2 separate regions of the Zea mays genome follow, and region 1 is linked to region 2. The links are chromatin contacts, called in public Hi-C maps. All regions are on one chromosome and are shown on one strand. The core of a region is the stretch at or near the end of the contact, and the rest is flanking DNA. Distances in the headings are between cores, read along the strand shown. Region 1 holds the start of LOC100501928. Region 2 holds the start of LOC103633076 (serine/threonine receptor-like kinase NFP).

What was found. A called contact is a pair of places that touch in the nucleus more often than the background predicts.
Region 1: a contact with region 2 is called in a Hi-C map of leaf, with 4 times the contacts expected there. The contact joins the promoter of LOC100501928 here to the promoter of LOC103633076 in region 2. A contact is called at or near these places in 6 of 25 Hi-C or Micro-C datasets (ear, leaf, leaf mesophyll and 1 more).

The regions. Positions count from the first base shown.
Region 1 is chr1:29,228,778-29,233,558 of Zm-B73-REFERENCE-NAM-5.0, reverse strand. It overlaps LOC100501928, which reads right to left and starts at 2,350. Exons shown (of 1, transcript NM_001196566.2): 1 at 602-2,350. The coding sequence starts at 2,278. The coding sequence ends at 836.
Region 2 is chr1:28,968,095-28,972,872 of Zm-B73-REFERENCE-NAM-5.0, reverse strand. LOC103633076 (serine/threonine receptor-like kinase NFP) reads right to left here and starts at 2,317. Exons shown (of 1, transcript XM_008654760.2): 1 at 1-2,317. The coding sequence starts at 2,034. The coding sequence ends at 124. It overlaps LOC111590799 (U2 spliceosomal RNA), which reads left to right and starts at 3,305; the gene lies at 3,305-3,501.

The sequences.
Region 1 (4,781 bases), core at 1,101-3,600, 260 kb before region 2:
TGTTTGATGTTTTAGCTCTAATTTGTATACAAGATTACTACGCAGTTCTCGGCATCAGTGATATTTCGCTGTTTTAAATAAAACAAAACAGCACCTTAATAATACTCCCTCTGTCCCAAATTAAAATTTGCTTTAGCCTTTTAATAGATTCATACAATAATTTATGCATGTGTTTTGTATATATGTCTAGATTCATCATCATCTATTTGAATATAGACATAAAAATCAAAAGCTAAAACGAATACTAATTTGGGACGGAGGGAGTAGTATGCTTCCATTATTTCATACAGCTCTAGACCAAGACTGATGACAGAATAATAGTATAATAGAAGAACCTGATTATTCTATTTATCACTGAGCTACTGAAAGTAGCATGTATGTCAAAGGAAAATACCTAATAAGAAAAATGTAAATCATATTGACATCATGATATGGGGAAAACATGAAGATGTGGAGATAAAGCTATCAATGTTATAGATTGAATATTTAATGCAAATAAATTTAAGCAGCACCCTGAAGTTTAAAGCTATTACACACGAATACATCTATCTACACATTCAACCAAATTACAATGACCGTGTCTAGATAATTCGTTTGAGAATAGAACAAGGGTACTTTATTACTAGGACACTGGATTACATTTGGTACCAAAAAAAGATAGTAAAGATACGATCTAAGATACTAAGGGGATATATTAGGATAAGATCATAAGAGTGCTGTGCACAAGCATAAGTGTGCGACTTGACGATATGAACAAGGCGGTCTAACCGTATATGCACCATTGAAGTCCTTATAAAACACTCTTAACATACAAGTAAAACTCATTGACATGGCTTCAAAGGAAGTTATGACGGTGACCATCAAGAATGCAGTTCGGTGAGATATTCCTTCGTTGATTTCCAAAGTGGCGCCCAACAGAACCATGATTCCCAATAAAAGGAAGTCTGTCCGAGTCCCCACCAATCAATGGCAGCCTAAGTGGGCGGCTATAAGGACTGTTTCCCCAGCCATAGTTCCAAAAGGTTGGATTGGGCCTCTTCTGCCGTCTCTTATTGGCCTGCCAAGCTTCTACAAATATGGCCTTTGCATTCTTGCCTGCCAGCCTAGAGCCCTCGCCATAATTTTCAAACTTGGATACAAGCTTCTTCCAGATACTATCATCTGATGCAAGATTCATCATTTCCTTGCATGTGCACTCAACCTTTGCAAGATCAACCCCAGGTAAAAACCCCAATACCTTAGTCTTGAGATCAGCAGGCAAAGCCATCAAGCAAGGCGGCAAGCGCAGACCGTTCAGTTGGCACAATGATATCATCAGTGGCAGGCAAATCTCATCCTTCAGCACTCTCCACAGATCATGAACTCCCTTCTCATGCACTCCATTCAGCTGATCGCCATCCAGATAAAGTAGAGGCTCCAGCCCCGGCAACTCCAAGCACAACCGGCAAACCTCAGACTGTGCCCCAGGAACATACCCATAAACCATCACGAAATTGGCCATCAAGGAGTAGTTCAGCACCACCACCTTCCCTTCCTCAGTCACAGATACCATTGATGAAAGCTCTGGTATAGTATACTTGATGGTCAATGGCTTCAAAGCACCTGACGGCCAGCCCTGAGGCAGCGAAAGGTGAGAGCCCGTCAGTTTAGCGGTGAGAAAACCGGCATCAAGCAGAGCTGCATGCAAGGCCGCAACCAGGCGACCTGCGGCGGTTCCCTCCGCGGCCCCGACGTTGTCCATCTCCCTCTTGAGATCCCTAAGCACAAAACTCGACCAGCCCTTTGTGGCATCGACGGCCTCCTCCTCCATCACCACATCCCGCGTACCGGAAGCGACCGGAAAGCTAGGGCTCACAACCACAGCCTGCGCCAGTGACGAGGAAGAGAAATCTCCAGTACCAGATTGCTTCGAACCCTTCCCGCGGTCGGCAGCCTCAGCGATCGACGCTGCAGCGCCAGAGCTCGGGCTAGGGTTCCGTGGCAGGGCCTGAGCCGGCGGCGCTAGGGCCGTGAGGGGGGATAGGGTGAAAAATACGAGATCACCGGACGCGAGGCCGAGGGACGGGAGCGTAGCGGCAGGGTCCGGCGAGACGAGCTCCTCGCTACGGTTGAGGGAGAGGCGGACGGACTCGGCGGGGACGGGTTGCGCCGCAGAGAGCTTCGACGCGAGGAGGGTCTTCACGTCGGCCAGAGTGGCCGTGGGCGGCAGGTCCACGCGGTGGGTCTCCACGGCGGCGGAGCCGCCGCGCGCCTGCATAGATCGCAACCGGAGCTTCATGGTACGGAGGATTTTTCAGAGATTCCGATTTTTCGTGACTGGATGAGGACGAGTAGCGTCGTGGTGGCACTTGACTTCGGGAAAGGGGACGGTTGAGAACTAATATTGGGCCCTGTTTGTTTGGGCTGGAATAGACGAGTATAGACTGTATTACACAATGGAGGCCTTTCTTCCAAAGGCCCGATGGCAGCTTCGTTCATGGCGATTGGATTGACATTTGGAATAGACGAGTTTCAGTGCGATAAAGTAAGGAAATGAAGAGGAGGATGGCCTGACGAGAAGAACATCAAGGATTTCCATAAAGACAACGACTGCTATACAAACAGTCCTTATTTGTAAGCGTGCAAGTAAAATATTTGATCCATTAGATTATGATCCAACCGTAGGTCACATTTAACACTTAAACTCTTCCACCACCAGCTCAATAATCTTTATAAAAAAACTTAACAAATCATGGTTGTATCTGTGGTTGGATCATAATCTAATGGACCAGATAGTTTGCTTGCACGCTTGCAAAAAAGGACTGCTTGCATAGCGATCGTTGCCTTCCATGAAACAAGCAACGAGCTTTATCTAGATCCACCACCATGTATAATGACAAGCTAAGAGCAACTCTAGTAGTTCTCCAAAAAATAGCTTGCTAAAATCATGTTTAGCAAGTTGCTAAATAGCTATTGGAGGTAAAAAATAACTTAGTCTCCAATAGTTGCTCATATTTAGGAAGTAGTTCGATTTTGAATCTAGCTTTAGCGACCCTGCCTTTATGAGATATGTCTGATAATAAGATTGAGAGCAGAGGATGTGATGATGGAAGAAAAAAGGCCGGTCGATATGAACTATGGATGAGTGGTGGTCCGGTAGCGCAGCCTATGAGGAAGTTGGGTTCGACGGTGAAGGAGAAACTTGCGTCATACGTATTTAACCTAGCTACCTCATTATGCTAGAAAATGAAAAAGAGCGTGCTATACCTGGCTATCTCACTGTGTGGGAAAGGAAAAAATAATCACGCTAGTGTGAAGAAATTGACGTCAACTGCATTTAGGGAGTTCCTACCGAGTTGCTAAATGTGGAGAGTAAATAGAGTTGAATAGCAACTAAGTAAATTTAGCAAGTTTATTTAGAGAACCATTGGAGAAGCATTTTTCTGCTCACTTCTTAAATTTAAGATTTAGAGAGTTGTTTAGAGAACTATTGGAGTTGCTCTAAGCTGGGTTACCGGATTAGGCCGTATCGAGCTACTCCTCCATATGTTGTAGCTGAGGAACTACTACTGGGATAATAAAACAGTCTAGGTAGAGCTACATATAGATAAGCCACCACTAACAACAGTAGCAGTTCGTGTATTGGAAGAGTCACATGGCCAACTTTCACCGATAGATCTCGTTTATCATGGGGCTTCTTGTTCAGTTTTACATTCATTTTTGGCCTTTTGATTTTAGGTCCTTTTTTAAATAAAGATTTGAAAACTACAGTTTTAAAATGCTATAGTTTTGGGAAAAATCACAATATTGAAAACTTTAGTCTACAGCTAAGTTTCCAAAACTATAAAAAATAGTGTAACATAGCCAAAACCGTAGTTTTAAAAACAAAGTTGTTGAAGAGTCTACCAAACACTGTTATTGAAAAAAAATACCACGGTATCTCAAATATTATAGCATTCTCCAAAAACAGAAAAAATACTACACTCCCAAACATACCCTTACAGTGGAAATGCAGTTGGTTCTAATATGTTGCATCCATCTTGTGTTGAGTGAAGCCTTTATGGTTCCCACTTGTACTGCATCATAAATGTCGGATCTGGAATTTACATATTTATGGAGGTGAAGGCGCTCTAGAGAATTCAATATATTGTACATGTACTCATTCAATGAGACGAAGACATGAAGCTGAAACCCTTGCGCAAACATATTTCATTGCCAGATAGGCTGCTGCTGCTGCCTTCGGGTGATTTGTGCTACTATGTGCCACTAGCCCACTACTACGTAGCACGGATGGTTTAAGTGATTTGGTCAAGCTCGGCTGATTCCGTTGTGTACGCATATCATTGTTAGATAATTAGTCATTTTATGGTGTATTTTGATTGCAAAATAAATTAGGTAATTTATAAACATGGATATTATCAATGAACCAGTGTATTAATAATAGGTGCACATGTTCATATTTATCAGACTTATAAACATAAACAGTATAAAAAAGATTAACAAGTTGTTCGGCTGGACTTATTAAACCAGTTGCTTGGACTGTCGTTGCTAGCGTGAGACACAACTATAGTGTTTTTTCAGTTGCTACATTTCTAACAAAAAAGTCAGTCAAACGAGTTGTAAGGGTATACGTTGAAACGGTATCATTGTCGAAGACATTAACAACAATGTTATCAATCGGAATAGTCATACTACTCAATGTGTTTTAGTTTATATAGTCGTAAAGATTGATGTGGTGGAGGGTTGATGTTGTCAAGTCTCTCGAAAAGTCACAAGGAAAGTAGATCTTCGCCGAGCAATCG
Region 2 (4,778 bases), core at 1,068-3,567:
ACAGTGCAAAATTAGCGCTCAAAGTGAAGTAAAGTAATGTACAGACGTACAGTGCAAGTTCACAACCAAGGAACTAGCAGCTACTTACAAAATTTCTCTGCTAAACGAAGTTGTATTTTCATTTTATCGAGCTGCCACCGAGCCGGCAATCCGGATGTTGTCCTCCGAACTGGGTTGCCACAGCTTCTCGAACCCGTCGGCCACTGACAACGGCTGCGCCAGCACGGAGAGGCTGAACACGACCTCGGTCATGTTCGGCCGCCGCGCTGCGTCCTCCTCGGTGCAGGCCCTCGCCATGCTGGCCAGGCTAAGAGCCACGTCCATGTGGTATTCGCTTCCCAGAGCGGGGTCCATCCACTTCCTCAGCTTCGCCTCCCTCTTGTCGCCGGTTTCCAGCACGCCACGGATCTCCCTCCACAGCATGCCGATCTCCGAGCCGATGCGCGCCTCCATCGCCCTCCTGCCGGATAGGAGCTCCAGGAGCAGCAGCCCGAAGGCGAACACGTCGGAGCTCGTCGCGGCGGCGTCGACCATGGCTGGCTTGGCCAGGGAGAAGCCAGATATCTTGGCCCTGAAATCCGCCGTCAGGAGGATGTTCCGCGCGCGGATGTCGTCGTGCACCATGCTCGGCTGCGTGTGCTCGTGCATGTAGAGTAGGCCGTTCGCGACGTCCAGCGCGATGCTCAGCCTCTGACCCCACGAGAGAGTTGCCACGGTGCACGACGACGATGGCAGCGCGGACGGTGGCTTCTCGTACAGCCACTTGTCGAGCGAGCCCTTCTCGGCGAACTCGTACACCAAGAATGCGTAGTCCCCGTCAGCGCCGATGGATATGCCCGCCAGCTTGATCAGGTTGGCGTGGTTGACCATCTGCATCATCTTCAGCTCCGCCGACACGTCACCTTTCGCTGGCTTCACCGCAAACACCTCCCCGTCGAGCTTCGCCCTGTAGTACGTGCTGCCGATCTTGCACCGCTCGTCAAGGTTCATCGTGGCCTCCATGATTTCCTCTTCCACGAAGATGATGGGCTTGTCGATGAACTGCGAAACGCCGGTGAGCAGCTTGCCTCCTTTCATCACGTGGGCGAAGGAATTGCTGCCGTCATGACCGAATTGGTTCCTGGACCAAGAAAGCTTGGTGTTCACGGCGAACCGTGAACCCAGGCGCATCGACGGCTTCTTTCGGTACCTCCGGCGCGCCAGGATCGCGACGAACAAGGCGGCGAGCGCGACGAGGGACCCCGAGACGCTGGCGCCTATGACGGCAGCCCGACGTCGCGACCGGGACTTGCCGTCGGCTGCAGCAGCAGCGTAGAGCGGAGCCGGAAGCCGCGGCCGCTGTCGAACTGGGATCAGCATCGGCTGCCCCACGAAGGACGCGGAGGCGGAGGTGTTGGCGGTTACGTTGTTCGCCTCGGCGATCTCGTCCACGGTGGCGTTCATGAGCTTGCTCACCTGGGACATGGTGTCCCCTGCTTGCCACATGTAGGTGATGAGGCTCTGCACCCCGCGGCTCCGCTCAGCGCGAGCCGGGCACCGGCAGAGGAGCGGCACCGTGACCTCCTGGCCGATCTGTAGACTGGTGGGTTCCGACCCCGGGTTCAGATTCTGGATGAGGTGGTACTCGGTGAGGTTCTCGTAGGAGGCCTTGGCGAGGTTGTAGAAGGTGTCGCCCTGCCGGATGGGGTACGTGACGTTGGCGAAGGACCAGGCGCCCGCGCAGCCGCACCTGACGGGCACGAGCAGCGGCTGGCCAGGCTGCAGCACGCCGTCCTCGGAGCTGAGACCGTTGGCGCTGGCGATCCGGGCCTGGCTCGTGCCGAAGAGGTCCGAGATGCTGCCGAGGTCTAGGTAGCCAGGGGACTGCGTCCGGTACACGACGTACGTGTCGCACGGCGACGACACGTCACAGGCGAACTGCGCGGGGACGGTGTAGCTTGTGCTGTCCTGGGCACCGGCCCGCCGGAAGCCGAGGAGGAGGGTAACGAGGAGGAGAAGCCGCGAAGCGCAGCAGCGGAAATGGCGGAGTTCCATTTCGCTCTCGATCGGTGCCCGTGTCACGGGCTGTTTTTTCTGTGAGCTCCTTGGCTAAATGAGGTTGTGAAGCAGTGAGGCAGGCGATCGATGGCGCGCGGCTTGGTTAAACTGCATAGGGTAGCTAACATGCAGTCCGGCGTTCCAAGGACGAGGACTGTGCAAGTCAATAGCGCGGTGGCCTTTCTTCTGTCGCGGCTCGGGTGCTTTGATTCGGTCCTCGGAGTCTCGCTGCGCGATGCAGATGCCATTCGTTAATCGTTGGTCCCAGCCCCCTGCACTGCACCTGCACTAGGCCGTATTACTTTATACTAGCAGGCATGATTTGGTACAAATCGGTACAGATGTAGCTAAGAATTCAACGATCATGCTTTGAAGGGTCGCTCTCATGGCGATCGCTTCCAGCCGGAACAACGGAACGGGTCTGCCGCTGTCTGATTGAAGCAAAGAGCTGCTGTCAGATGATGCTACGTACGGCGTCGTTGTCAAGAGAGAGGAGAAGGGGATTATACTATGGTGCCATTAACCAGTATAATAAGATAACGCTAACGAACGAGGTGTTGATGCACCCAATGCCTATGTAATTTCTTTTAATCTGCAGAAAGATCTGTTCATACGCAGATGGAGATGTTCAGTACTTTAACATGACACGAGAAAGTTCAGAGCAGCTCTGGATGATTGTCAGCCGATGGAAATCTGCCTGCAAAACCGAAAGTTTACTTGGTTTGGCGGGACAGAACGTTCTGCAGACCTCCTGTTCCCCAACCTCGCACTGAACGGTCTTGAGACTTCACTGGAGAATTTAAACCGTCGCCCGGTCATTCTCAGTCGGCAAAGAGACCAACGCAAGCAAGGCTACATTCTAATTCAAGAACCACTTGTTTAAAGTGGATGGTTTCAGGGAAGTGGTGCAAGAGACCTAGAACAGACCTACAGCGTAGGGGATGGTGAGCTGAGCGGGATCCAGAATGAAAACGATAACAGGTGCTTGGAAATCAGGTCGCCCCATGTTCAGGTTTAAACTGAAAGCCTCGCAAACAATTGCTTGTCCTCTTTATCATGCAAGACGGTAACAGATAAAAGATTGGCATGAAACAATGGAGTGACCGATATAGCACCACACATATGTCGTTACCCCACAGATGACTATGAGAAACCACTGCCACGAAGCCACACGTATTGCAGTGTTTTTAAATAGTATCATCCTGTTAGGTGAAGCATGATGATAGACCGAGCGAGCTATAAAAAAAGTCGAACTTCTTTTTAGCTTATAACTTTCTCGTCCTTTTGACTAAGATAAAATATAATATTTGTTCTTATCAGTTTAATATCTAGTATGTGGACTATATGTTCGCTTTGATATTATTATTTTTATGGCTTTTTTTAAGAGAGTCCACCACACTGGTTTATTGGACCCTCACGTGTGGCTCAGCCGTTGCACCGTTGGTAGGACCTCGCCCACCGCAACCACTCTCTACTCCTACAGAGGGAAATATGTGTCGTTATTCCCTTCCTTGAATAAGGCTTATGCGCGTCATTATTCCCCCCACCCCCACCCACTCGATAAGACTTATCTCACCAAAGACAAAACTAATCCCGCTATAAATCGCTCGCATTCCTACATAGATCTAGCCCCCATCTTCTCACGTAACCACCACAATATCAGATTAAATAGGACCAATGTTTCAAATAGTCGCCTATAGTGGTTAAGGTGGTCTGGAGCTAAGAGATGCACTATTTAACGCTAATCGAAATTAGTTGCTAATAGCCTTATTTAGCTCGAAAAGGGTGTCTTTGGTAAATCGCGTAAAATAGGGGACGCAGAACTGTAAATAATACCGTTTGACACAGTTTCCAGAGTGAAATTTGAAATAGAGGATGTGGTAGGGTATCTGCAAGAGATGATCTAAACATATAGGGGTTGTTTGGTTTGCTACCTAAGGCGCCACAACGTGCCTAACTTTTCTGCCTAACCTTAGTTCTTCAATTAAATACACGAAAGTAAGAAACGTTGGGTTTGTTACCGGTAAGGAGTTCATCACAAGAATTAACATCAAAGTCCTTGCATCTATTGCAAATAGCAACATGCTCTACACATGAACTAGATTTATTAGCTTCCTCTAGCTTAGCATTTAAATCATCATTCAAAATCTTTAAACTAGAGATAGATTCATGGCAAGCAGATAACTCAGAAGATAGCATTTTATTTCTCTTAGTTTCTAAAACAAAAGATTTTTGTACACTAACAAATTTGTCATGTTCTTCATATAAAAATGTCCTCTTTCTTCTCTAGCAATCTATCTTTTTCATTTAGAGCATCAATTAGCTCATTGATTTTATCTACTTTAGCTCTATCTAAACCCTTGAATAAATCAGTATAATCTACTTCATCATCACTAGAATCGTCATCGCTAGAAGTAGTATACTTAGAGGTATCTCGAACACTTACCTTCTTCTCCTTGGCCATGAGGCAAGTGTGGTGTTCGTTGGGGAAGAGAGAAGACTTGTTGAAGGCCGAGGCTGCCAGTCCTTCATCGTCGGAGTCGGATGAAGAGCAGTCCGAATCTCATTCTTTTCCAAGGTGCGCCTCGCCCTTCGCCTTCTTGTAAACCTTCTTCTTCTCCCTCTTCCCATACTTTTCTTGTTCCTGGCCATTATCATTATCGAGACATTGAGCTATAAAATGACCAGTCTTACCGCATTTGAAGCAGGAGCGCTTTCCCTTTGTTTTATTCTTGGAGGGG